Linked DNA regions of Canis lupus: all the other regions are linked to region 2. A link is a contact called in public Hi-C data. All regions are on one chromosome and are shown on one strand. The core of a region is the stretch at or near the end of the contact, and the rest is flanking DNA. Distances in the headings are between cores, read along the strand shown. Region 1 holds the start of NAMPT (nicotinamide phosphoribosyltransferase). Region 2 holds the start of CCDC71L (coiled-coil domain-containing protein 71L). Region 3 overlaps PRKAR2B (cAMP-dependent protein kinase type II-beta regulatory subunit).

Region 1 (3,552 bases), core at 393-2,892, 410 kb after region 2:
AAAATGCCAAAATAATAAAAATTAAAATTAAAATTTAAAAAATGCCTCCATAAACAAAGCCCATTTTGTAATCAGAACCCTTTTTTTTTTTTTTTTTCCTGCATAAGGCAGCGTAGAAGAATGGTCAGTTATACACACAAGGATTCCAGGAAGCTAAGCCAAAAGAATTTGTCATTTAAGTAAGGTAGGTCATGAAAAATTTTAAATGAAGGAAAAAGTACCAAATCAAGAGACTCCTAAAGGATCATCTTCTTTCTTGGGGTCGCACTGCTTGACTTAATAAAATTTGCCAAAATAAAAAAAAAAAAATCTAAATAACTTACTTAAAGGTTTTAAAAAGTAATTTCCCCTTGTAAACACAAGGATCAAACAAAGTCTCTTTTCAACTTTTTTGTTGAAAATACCCTTATTCTATTATCCTAAATGTATTATTTACGACCTGAGTGCATTATTAATTACACTCCAGTGACCTTTGCTGTATGGACTCTACAGATAGGAGGCGACTGTCAAGAATCTATACTTACTCCAAGACCAGTTTTGGACTTAAGTTGCTTCTAATTAATGAGGTCTCCGTTTTGTTGTGATGAAGCTCCCCATTCCCGTCTCAACCCACCTCACAGATAAAAGGAGATCTCCGCTAACTTGAAAAACAGTCTGCAAAGTTCCTGAACCCGTTTTCATTGAACTGCTTTTTCCTGGCTACTTGTATCTCGTAAAACCTAAATCCTAGAATCAAAAAAAACAAAACAAACAAACAAACAAACAAACAAAAAAGGCAGCAGCAACAGCAGCCACTGACCACGTGGACAAAGGAAATTTAGTTTTTACGCAAAAAAATGCAACCACGTAGAATTACGCAAGTGGATGGTCTGCACTTCTGTGAAGTCATCCGACGTCGCTTCCCGTCTTATGGTGGAAGTTACCAAACCATTTCCCAAGATGTAACGATTGCGGAGGATGACGAGGTGGATGCCCTGCACCGCGTCAGCCCTCGGCCCGCGGCCGCCGCCCTCGCCGCGCTCCTGGATGCGGGGGGGCCCGGTCCTGGCGCGACCCGAGCGGCCCGAGGTCAGCCCCCGCCAGAGCCGCAGCGTCCCCGGGCCCGGCCGGGAGCTCGAGCGCGCAGGTGCGGGGAAGCGGAGCGGGCCGAGGCGCGCGGACCCGGGGAGGCCGGCAGGGGCGGGCGGCGGGCGGCGGGCGGCGGGCGGGCCGACCCCAGCGCAGCCGGAGACAAAGGTGAGCCGCCGCGCCTCGGGGATGCGGAGCCCCTGGCAGCGACGCTCCTCGCCCGAGCCGCGTGGCCTGACCCGGGGGGCGGGAAAGCGAGCCAGGGTCGGCCGGGAAGGGGGCAGCCGGGGCGGGGCGGGGCGGGGCGGGGCGGGGCCGGGCCGGGCCGGGAATCCCCCTCCCCGCAGTGCCGGGAAGCCAGGCCGAGGCCGGGCCTGCAGCCCCCGGCTTCCCGCAGCCAGCGCGCGTGCCCCACGGCCGCCCCGCCCCGCCCCCGCCCCGCCCCCGCGCGCTGCGCACGCGCGGCCCCGCCCCGCCCCCCGCGTCCCCTCCGCGGCGACGGCGACGGTGACGGCGACGGCGACGGCGCGGGGGGCGGGGAGCCGAGGCGAGCGGTCGGCCGGAGTCCCCGGCGCTGCAGCGCGAGAGCCGCGGGCGCCGCCAGCCCCCCGCCGCGTCACGGCTCACGGCGCGCGGCCCGCCCTCCCGCGGCCCCTCCTCCCCGCCGCGCTGCCACCTCCCCTGCCCCCGCCCCTCCGGCCGAGCGGTGACTTAAGCAACGGAGCGCGCCGAAGCCCATTTTTCCCCTTCGTCGCCGCCGCGCCGGGCAGCTCGCGGCGCGTGGCCCGCGCAGTCCCGCCCGAGATGAACGCTGCGGCGGACGCCGAGTTCAACATCCTCCTGGCCACCGACTCCTACAAGGTAGAGGCGCGGGGCGGGGGCGCGCGGGGCGGGGGCGGGGGCGGGGGCCGCGTCGGGACGGGCGCGGGCGCGGGGCGCGGGGCGCGGGGCAGGTGAGGCTGGCGCCGCAGTGGGGAGGATGGAGAGATGGACGGCGGGAGGCGGGGCCGCGGGGCTGCGGGCCGGGAGGCCGGGGCGCGGGGCGCGGGGCCGAGCGCACGCCTCGCCCGGCAGCGCGGCCTCCTGGCCTCGGGCCGGCCTGGGCCGCGGCTGCGGGCGGAGCGGGTCGCTTAGGTAACGGCCCCGGGGCTGGCCCGGCCGCCGAGGAGCGGGTCCCCCCCCCCCCCCGCCCGTCGCCGGGCAGGTACGCGCTCCCCGAGGAGGCGGCGGCGGCGGCGGCGGGCGGGGAGGACGCTGCCCTGCCCGCCCTGCCCGCCCTGGGCGCCCGCGCCCGCTGCCCCGACCCGCCGCGCCGGCTGCGTTTCCAGCTCCTCGGCCCCCGGTGATCACGCGGACTCCGCATCCCCTGTGGCAAAGGCCCGGCCGGCTGCCCTCGTCCCCGTCGGGGCCGCTGCGGGATCCCTGGGAGAAGGAAAACGAAACACGAGTTAGATGAGTTGCAGCCTTCACCTTGGAGAACTCCACGGAGCTGTGGGGCAGCCGGCACACGCCTCTCCGACACTTGACTATTGCCGCCCCCATTCGTTTTTGTTTGAAACTCAACACAAACGAGTCAAGGAAAGCATGATTAAGAGGAAAATCTGGCAAATGTCCTTTCCCCTAGTTTCCAGATTACATGCAGTAAACTGAACTACACTTTGCTAAGCTTTGTTGGCCCACACACTCAAAAGATGAAATGTCAGACCAGACACCCTATACCTGGATAAAATGAAATTTGGTGCTTACCTAACGACTCGGTGATCTGGAGTGGGAAGGAACGCATAATGCTCTCACATCTTTGGTTCTTGTTGTGATTTTTTTTTTTTTTTTTCCTTTTTGGTTTCGTTCCTTAAATACTCGGCGGAAGTGTTTCGGAGAATCCCGTGTTCCTTAAGTTGCTGTTTTTCTTCCCAGTCGCATAAAATTCTATTTGTGATCATTTAGACGGATACTTAGGTAAAATAGAGCCAAGTTTCGTTATCATGTAGTATTTAGAAATGGGTTTTTCAAAGTGGAAATCCGCACCATTCATTGCAAGATCAGAGTATTATCAAGTCTAGTTTACTTGGCCTTAAAACTTTGTCTTGTCTTAGTTCCTAGTGTTCTGAGTGTCTTCAGTAGTGATTTTAGAATGATCTCATTGATAATTTTTTCATGACTGAACTTTTTTTCCTGGCTTTATAAATCTTTAAAATGATTTCCAGAAGTTTTCATAATGTAGCAATTAATGATTTCATTGGAAATGGAAAATGTAAACCGATTCATTGGACTAACTTTTAAAAAACAAAACAAGTACAAATTCCTTTAGTTTGTAGCTCCTGTAGCAGTTATACACGAGGAGTGTAAAATTCCCTTAACATCAGTTTTCTGGGATGCTTTTATTTTTAATTTTTTTAATTTTTTTAATAGATTTATTTTTTATTGGTGTTCAATTTGCCAACATACAGCATAACACCCAGTGCTCATCTCAAGTGCCCCCCTCAG
Region 2 (3,922 bases), core at 1,038-3,537:
TGTTCTCAGAATTATCAAGAAAATTAGTCATGATGTAAAAAGTAGTAATATCATTTCTTTATAAGGACTTAGGAAGCTGGTAATTGGCTCCTTAATATTGGTCTGACGTTAGGTGTGTTTTTCCAGGAAAGGAAAATGATCTTCTCTTCAGAAAGCTGCCATGATTTTTGGGTAGGCAGAGAACTGGTCTCTTGATAGGAAGTTCTGTATTTGCCATAAACCCATTGTGTGGGGAAGGCGTTCTGGTGGTGTAGGGAAACAACTTTCAGAATAGTTTTGGTTTAGTTTTTATTAAAACCTCGTTCAAACAAAATATCTGTTCATTCCAATACAACACCGATCAAAACTGCTCCATTTTGGGGAGAGTTGAAGTAGAAATAGGGGTACAGCTCTGTCCATTGGTCACGTCTCATGCGTTATGCATTTTCTGCTGAACCTCCGAGTCTAGGCAGCACAGAAGCCTCCAGTGAAATATAAAGACCTCTGGGTTAGGAATCCAATAAACAGGAGTCCCGGTGGTGCTATCAACAAGCCCTATTAGTGAGCCTCCGTGGGTCCAGATTTCCTCATCTGTGAAATAAGGAGACTGAACTTGGTGTCTTTCAGCTCAAATATTGGAGGGGGACTATTAGGAACTATATGCAAATCAGAAAACTTCTGTGCTTTATAAGTCTTTGACGGGAAAGTAAGATGCTCACTGAGGGGTAAAATCTGCATGCTTACGTCAAAGTTCTACGTACTGAGATCCACCTTAACAATGTAAGGGAGTTAGGAGAAAGTTGCATCATAAATGCAAAATATAAAATTGTGCTGTTCTAAGCCATTTCACCATATCCTTCTTTCTCACCCCATTGCAAGTAATCCGCAGGATTTCACTGATGGACTTGGCAAACACGGAGTGCCCACTGGAGTGCCAGTCAGGAGAGAGAGAGAGAGAAGGACCAGGGAATGGACCACTCCCCTATAAACATTCTCATTATCCATCACTTGGTTATCTGATGTAGGAAGCATCATTCCCCACGAGAAGTAAAGGAGCAAAACTTAGGACGTTAGACAGCCAGCCATTCCTTAAGGAGAAAAATCCGAGAACTTCCCATAAACTTTATAGTGTCTCAGGACAGTCCTAGGAACTAGAAGAAACTAGCCCTACTTTCCCAGCCCTTCTCCCCTCAAACGCAGAAGGGAATGTGTCCTTAACAACGGACTTATTACCAAGAGAACTTTATCGATTGTGACGCTGCAGCTTTTCTAGATGAGAGAGAGGGTGCTGCAGAGGCACCTGCTACAACTTCAGTGAAAAGGTGGAGCGCAGTCATTTAGACTGAACGACTCATTCATAAAACCAGGGCTGTTTCCATCAAGGAGAACGGCTGTGCCGTGATTGGTCTCTGATCAACTGGAGCAACGAGGGGGTAGTGTTACAGGTATAGCGGCCCTTGCTTCCCCCGGAGGCAGAGCGTCTTCTTAAATAGGAAGATGGTTCCATGGCCTAGGAGGAGACCATCCCGCCAACGCTGCCCTCAGGACCCGAAGGAATCTGGATTATTGTTGGTTGCCTGAGACGGATCAGGGCCAAAGGAAGGAAGAGTTGAAGATGCCAGGGGAGGTGTTGGACGGTCTGGAAGGGAAGTGGGCAAGGCCCATCCCCTGTAGGTTGGACCCCCCCCACCCCCCACCCCCAGTTCCCTGCTGGGAGAGGAGGGACCGCCTGTGTCGTGCAGACTGGTGGGTCACACAGGCACCCGCTCACTCCGAGAGGGGCTGTCCCCAAGGTGGGGCGGAAGGCCGCCGTCCCCGCACGCCCACCCAACTGTGGACTGGCGTTCAAGGGCCTCCACCAGCACCCAGCCCAGCACCATCTTCCAGGGCCTGGCCTCTCGGCCCCGCCCCCTCCGCTAGTCCCCGCCCCCTCCCAGAGAGCACCCAATGGGCGGAGCCGGGGCCGCGGTGGGCGGGGCCCGAGGCGGGCGCATTTAAAGAAAGGCAGAGGGCGAAGGGAGGCTAGAGAGGAGAAGAAAGGAACCGGGGGGCCCGGCGCCGTCCAATGACAAAGCCCAGGGGTGGGCGCCGGCCGCCATCTTGTGCCGGGCGGCAGGATATTCGCCCGCGTCTTCCGCCCTCGGAGGGGGAGGGGCGGCGGCCGAGGCGAGAAAAGTAGCGAGAGCGGCGCCGGCCCGGAGGCGCCAGCAGCGGCGGCCGCCGCGGAGCCGGACGCGGGCGGGAGGGCGGGAGGGCGGAGGGCGGAGGGCGGGCGGGGGCGAGCGCGGGCGGCCCCGAGCGGCCTCCGATGCGGCGCAGCGTCAAGAGGCGGCGGCGCCGGCCCCCGGCCGCCCCGGCCCCGGCCGCCCGGGGCGGCGGCCTTCGGGCCGGAGGAGGGGCCGGGCCCGAGGCGCGGGAGGAGAAGGTGGTGTACTCGCGGTCGCAACTGTCGCTGGCCGACAGCACCGAGACGCTGGGCGACGCCTTCAAGCTGCTGGTGCCCCGCAGCACGGAGTTCATGAGCTCGGACGCGGAGCTCTGGAGCTTCCTCTGCAGCCTCAAGCACCAGTTCTCGCCGCACATCCTGCGCAGCAAGGACGTCTACGGCTACGCCTCCTGCCGGGCCCTGGTGCCCGACCCGCCGCCGCCCCCCGCCGCCCGCCGCCACTCGCGCGGCCCGGCCGCCAGGAGGAGGCGCCGCGGAGCCCGGCCGGCCGCCGCCCGCCGGAGGAAGCCGCCGCCGCCGCCGCCGTCCCCGCCGTCCCCGCCGCCGCCCCCGCCGCTGTCCCCGCCGCCGTCCCCGCCGCTGTCCCCGCCGCCGCCCGCCGCCGCCGCCCCCGCCGCCCCCGCCGCCCCCGGGCCCTGCTTCGGCGGCCGCAGCCTGGAGGAGATCTGGAGGGCGGCCACCCCGACGCTGACCACCTTCCCCACCATCCGCGTCGGCGGCGACGTGTGGGGCGAGCGCAGCCTGGCGGCGGCGCGGCGCCGAGCGCGCCAGGTGCTGCGAGTGAACCTGGAACCCGTGGTGAGGCTCCGCCGCTTCCCGGTGCCCCGGGCGTGAGCCGCGGCCCGGCCCGGCCCGAGCGGCCGCCCAGTGACAGTCGAGTGTTTACAGACCCGGCCCGGACCGCGTCCCCTAGTGCACTTTACGGGCGGGGGAGCCCCGGAGGCGCCCTTCCCGGCCCGGCAGGTGCGCGCCCCCCGCCGCCCCCCGCCGCCCCCGGCCGCCCCCGGGCCGCCCCCCGGGCCGCGGGCGGAGGACCCAGCAGGACCCGCCGCGGAGCCCCGGCCCCCCAGCCCCGCGTGGAGACGCCTCCAGGACGCTCGGGGCACATCCGTTTTTTTCCTCCCCTTTCGGACTCTCTACCTCACTGGTCTGGAAGTCCTCCGAAGTCATTCTTTTTTTTTTTTTTTTTTTTCCCCAAAGGAATTTGGTTTCGCGCTTGTGTAATAAAGCTAGAATTTACTTGGCTGTCCATCCATCGGCCTTCCCGCCCCCCCCCACCTCTTCCCACCCCAACCTTTTTTTTTTTTTTTTTCTTTTTTCCTCTTTTTTTCTTGTCGGGACTGCCAACCCCTCTTTCTGGAGGAAAGATCGACTATGTTTTCAGAGGTGTTGCACCAGTCTGTGCTCAGGGTATTCTGAATCCCACTCGTTTCCGCGTTTCAACTGGATTCCAAAGCTTTGACCAAGGATATTTTTCTAGGGAATTCAAGCTACGACTGTCAGTAGTGTAAGGATTTGTATGGCTTCGAATTTCGTGGGCTCAGTGACTACAAACAAAGAGATGCAAAGTATGACTGTTAAAACATTTTTTTTTGATGTGTTTCTAAAAGATTTTTTATATTGAGACTTAATGTTTATATTTACTGAGCTCCTAAAGGAAAGTGGTAGAAACTCGTGAAGTTTTGTTTAGGAAAAGTTGACCTGTTAAATCCTTTT
Region 3 (3,558 bases), core at 1,039-3,538, 370 kb before region 2:
ACCCAGCACCCAAAAGTTCAGCATCGAGTAGTTGCTTAATAAATACCCTGATGACTGATGAGGAATGCAAAGAAATCCACCTATTAGAACTAAAATCCTCTAGCTGCCTGGCTTTTGCGGTAACGATTTTTACAAATAACATGCAGGTCAAACAAATATTTCACTCACCAAACCCCACAGAGCACCAGGAGAGGTAGCAGTGATTGTAGCCGCTCTGGGCGTATTGTACATTAAGGCCAGTTCACCAAAACTCCCACGATTATCGTAGTTACCCACACACCTTCCAACACCATCGCATTTCACATAGATATCAAATGTTCCTCTGTTGGGCAGATGAAAAATAAGAGGCAAAAGTAACTCAAGTCAAATCTCATGACAATAAAACATAATTTCAGAGAAGACCAGTGTGCGATGAAATCTCCTTTCTGGCTTCCCTTTCTCCTCTGATGGCAAGTAATAAAAGAGCGTCGATATGTGCCAGAGACGCCAACCATGTGCCAGACAAGCAGGAAGAGAGACCGTCAGCTAGACTATGGTAAGGACCGGACATGTGCCTTTGGGGGGGTGAAAATGAGATGAAACTAAATAGAAGTTTGTAATAAATGATTAAAAAATATGATTCCAACCAAATAGTACATGCACAGACATCCTTCTGAGGGAATGTATATATATGAAACAGCTGACTGGTTATCTCGGGGTAAGAACAGTGAAGGATGCTAGGATGTTCACTGTCTAATTAAAGAGTTTTTGTGCCTTACATGAACATGTATTACTTTTGAAGTCAGAAGAAAATAACCTTTTTTTTTTAAAAAAAAAATATAGCTCTAACAATTTGGTCATGACTACTGGACGGCACTTACAAGACTCTTTTATAGTGTAAGGGAGGGGCCAGCAAAGCATGGCCCATGGATCGGCTGCCTGCTTTCATGAATAAAGTTTTACTAGAACACAAACACATAGGTCCACTTTTGCCTTCTTGATCACAGATCTGCACAACAGCAGAGCCAAGTAGTTGTGACAGAGACCACATAGCCTCAGAGCCTAAAGAATTTACTCTGGCTCTTTATGTCATCTGGGGCTTTAATGTAGACTGACCCCCAATGTGAAGCAAAAAGGGGTAGAAATTCAGAGTAAATATCTGATCCTGGTCCTTTTGTAGGTCTTTTTTTATTCTATGCTTACCTTTTATTTGGGTTCATAGTCTAGGCAAGCAATACTCAATTCTGCATGGCCCTGTCCTACATACACTAGCTCCTGCATCTATAGAACTACATTCTTCCTGTGGAGGGCTGTCTTCTTCCCATATACTGTGTTTTATCAGAGAACATGGCTTCAAGGCTTGCTGACATACCTGGGAGGGCAGGCAGCAGAAACTCTGGCTTTTATTCTGTTGGCTAAATCCTTAACAAAGACCAAAGGTGGGGGGGGGGGGGAGCTTTTAAGATTAGGAAAGGATTATGAATGGTAAAGATACAGCAAAAGCAAAAAACACAAGATACTACACAAAGATATTAATGAATAAGAGAATGACTTTATATTCATGCGTAGACGGTTTCATGACTCTTTTTCAAGTGCAGACTAATTCTTCTCTGGATGCTGTTTCCACTTTGGCACTAACACCATTTTATACATTTTCTACTTTGAACAGAACAAAGTACACCACAAATGTGCTAATGAGAAGTAAAATGAGCTCCCAGACCAGCTGCAAGCACACGGTCTAAAATCTGTACCACCTTCTCATATGCATTTCTTCCCTGACAACGTGAGGCATTGGGCAGAGTGGAGCCACAGAAAGACCACGAACAGTGGCCAAGAGACCTGCATGCCAGGCTGGCAGGACTTCAGGGACCCCCGTCACTTCTGCATATCTGGGAATTTTCATCTGTCAAATGGGTGATTAGGATCTAACTGAACATGGAGAGGTTAAGGGAGTTTTTATCATATTTGGGTCTCCCATACACCCCTACAGTTAAATACGGTGGAACAGCTGAAGGAATTTCACCAATGAAAGCTGTCAGAGATTCCAAAATCAAGGCTTTAATTTACATATGGGACAATGGGGGAGGGGGGGGCTGTGCTAAAATCAGAGGGCTCACCTGAAGCCCCTGCCAATAGCTCTACGAGGTCACCACGGCATTAGGGACGAGGGAAGGGAGGACTCAGAGAGAACCCTGCACGCAGAGAGCGTGCATGACTGCTGATGTAGGAGAGACGACAACCACAGAGCCAAGTCAAGAAATGAGGCTGCGCAGACAGATGGGGTGTGATTTCCCGCATGGCTCAGAGCTGAGTACAACTCCACCCAGAGAAGCAAATGCAACCCAGGGAATCCGGCTGAGAGACGACCTGTGTGGCACCCATAATGGGAGGGGCCGGGGGTGCCGACTGTCTCATGGACACTTCAGCATCACTTCACAGAAGTGAAGAAATAAAGCCTCTGTTCAGACCGCTCCCCTGGTACAGTTTGGGGCTCTTAACCTAATTATCGCTTAAAGCACACTGTGCTTTGACAAAGTAAAGCACAACGCAGGTTTTCTGAAATCACATTTTTCAATATAGTGTATGCCTTCTCATTTAAATAAAATAATTTCTCTACAATGTTTCAAAATAACTTCTCTATAATGTTTTTAATGCACAAGAATGCATAAACAATTTCTGGAAACAGCATAAACTCCCCTCTCTACCATGCGCATGCTTTACTTTATAGTTAATGAAAAAAGAACAGACTGAGTTATATGATTCAACACCCCAGATGCTGTGCGCTGCTTGCCTTCGAAGTGTAGCAGGCATCCTCTCAAGCCAAAGTTAATAAGTGAGGCAGCTCACAGTAAATGATTGAGATTTATAGATCGAACTAACCAAAATCCTCCTTTCTTCTATAAACTATGCCTCTTTCCATGATCTAATGTGGTTTCACCACACGTATTCCCAGCGGGCTTCCTGTGCCTTTTATACAGTAACGAGAATAAAGAGGGAACAGTGAATATTAAAAGCTAGTGAATATTAAAGAGGTAACAGCAACTATCGAATATTAATCTGCCAGTTGTTATAAGAACCACTGAGATTCTACAGGGATGGTTCCTTACATTTCAGCAGTGAGGTTACGCGAAACTTACCTATCGATCACGTAAAAGTTGTCACCATCATCGCCTTGATCAATTACATGCTCTCCTTCTTTGACCAGTTTTTCAAACATGGCATCTAACACTTGAGACATCTGTTCCTATTTTTTAAAGAGAAAAGATACAATCTTTATGTTTGTCTACGATATGTTCTCTTGACTGTAATCAGCTTTGTATTTCTGTGAACCAGCTCAAAGAAAAAGAAATATCATCACTGCCATTAAGTCTTGTCAAAAAAAAAAAAATACACAGTGCAGTTGTCCTTACCACCTAACAAAGGAGATTATAGATTTCCTTTCATATTCAGTACCTGAATGAAAGTAATTATAATTAGCTACTTCAGAATATTTCAGTGCAACGATCACCCAGTTTAATATATTGAAAAATGAACCACCAAACCACCACAGACCTTATACATGAAATAGAATCTTGGCAA

Evidence for each region. Hi-C and Micro-C count contacts between places; a contact is called where the count stands out from the background.
Region 1: a Hi-C map of blood shows a contact between it and region 2, with 2.4 times the contacts expected there. The contact joins the promoter of NAMPT here to the promoter of CCDC71L in region 2. A contact is called at or near these places in 2 of 9 Hi-C or Micro-C datasets (both in blood).
Region 3: a contact with region 2 is called in a Hi-C map of skin fibroblasts, with 3 times the contacts expected there. The contact joins the enhancer-like site here to the promoter of CCDC71L in region 2. A contact is called at or near these places in 3 of 9 Hi-C or Micro-C datasets (amygdala, blood and skin fibroblasts).

The regions. Positions count from the first base shown.
Region 1 is chr18:14,453,643-14,457,194 of UU_Cfam_GSD_1.0, forward strand. NAMPT (nicotinamide phosphoribosyltransferase) reads left to right here and starts at 1,643. Exons shown (of 11, transcript XM_038562718.1): 1 at 1,643-1,929. The coding sequence starts at 1,873.
Region 2 is chr18:14,044,504-14,048,425 of UU_Cfam_GSD_1.0, forward strand. CCDC71L (coiled-coil domain-containing protein 71L) reads left to right here and starts at 2,288. Exons shown (of 1, transcript XM_038562717.1): 1 at 2,288-3,200. The coding sequence starts at 2,288. The coding sequence ends at 3,040. LOC111090894 (a long non-coding RNA gene) reads right to left here and starts at 2,205. Exons shown (of 2, transcript XR_005372910.1): 1 at 1,213-2,205; 2 at 275-570.
Region 3 is chr18:13,673,848-13,677,405 of UU_Cfam_GSD_1.0, forward strand. PRKAR2B (cAMP-dependent protein kinase type II-beta regulatory subunit) reads right to left here. Exons shown (of 11, transcript XM_038562710.1): 5 at 3,117-3,223; 6 at 169-322. Among named protein-coding and RNA genes, the nearest start is that of HBP1, 23 kb to the left of the region's middle. Within about 2 kb of position 2,289, at least 2 of the 20 cell types and tissues checked have an H3K27ac peak or open chromatin away from gene starts, as enhancers often do.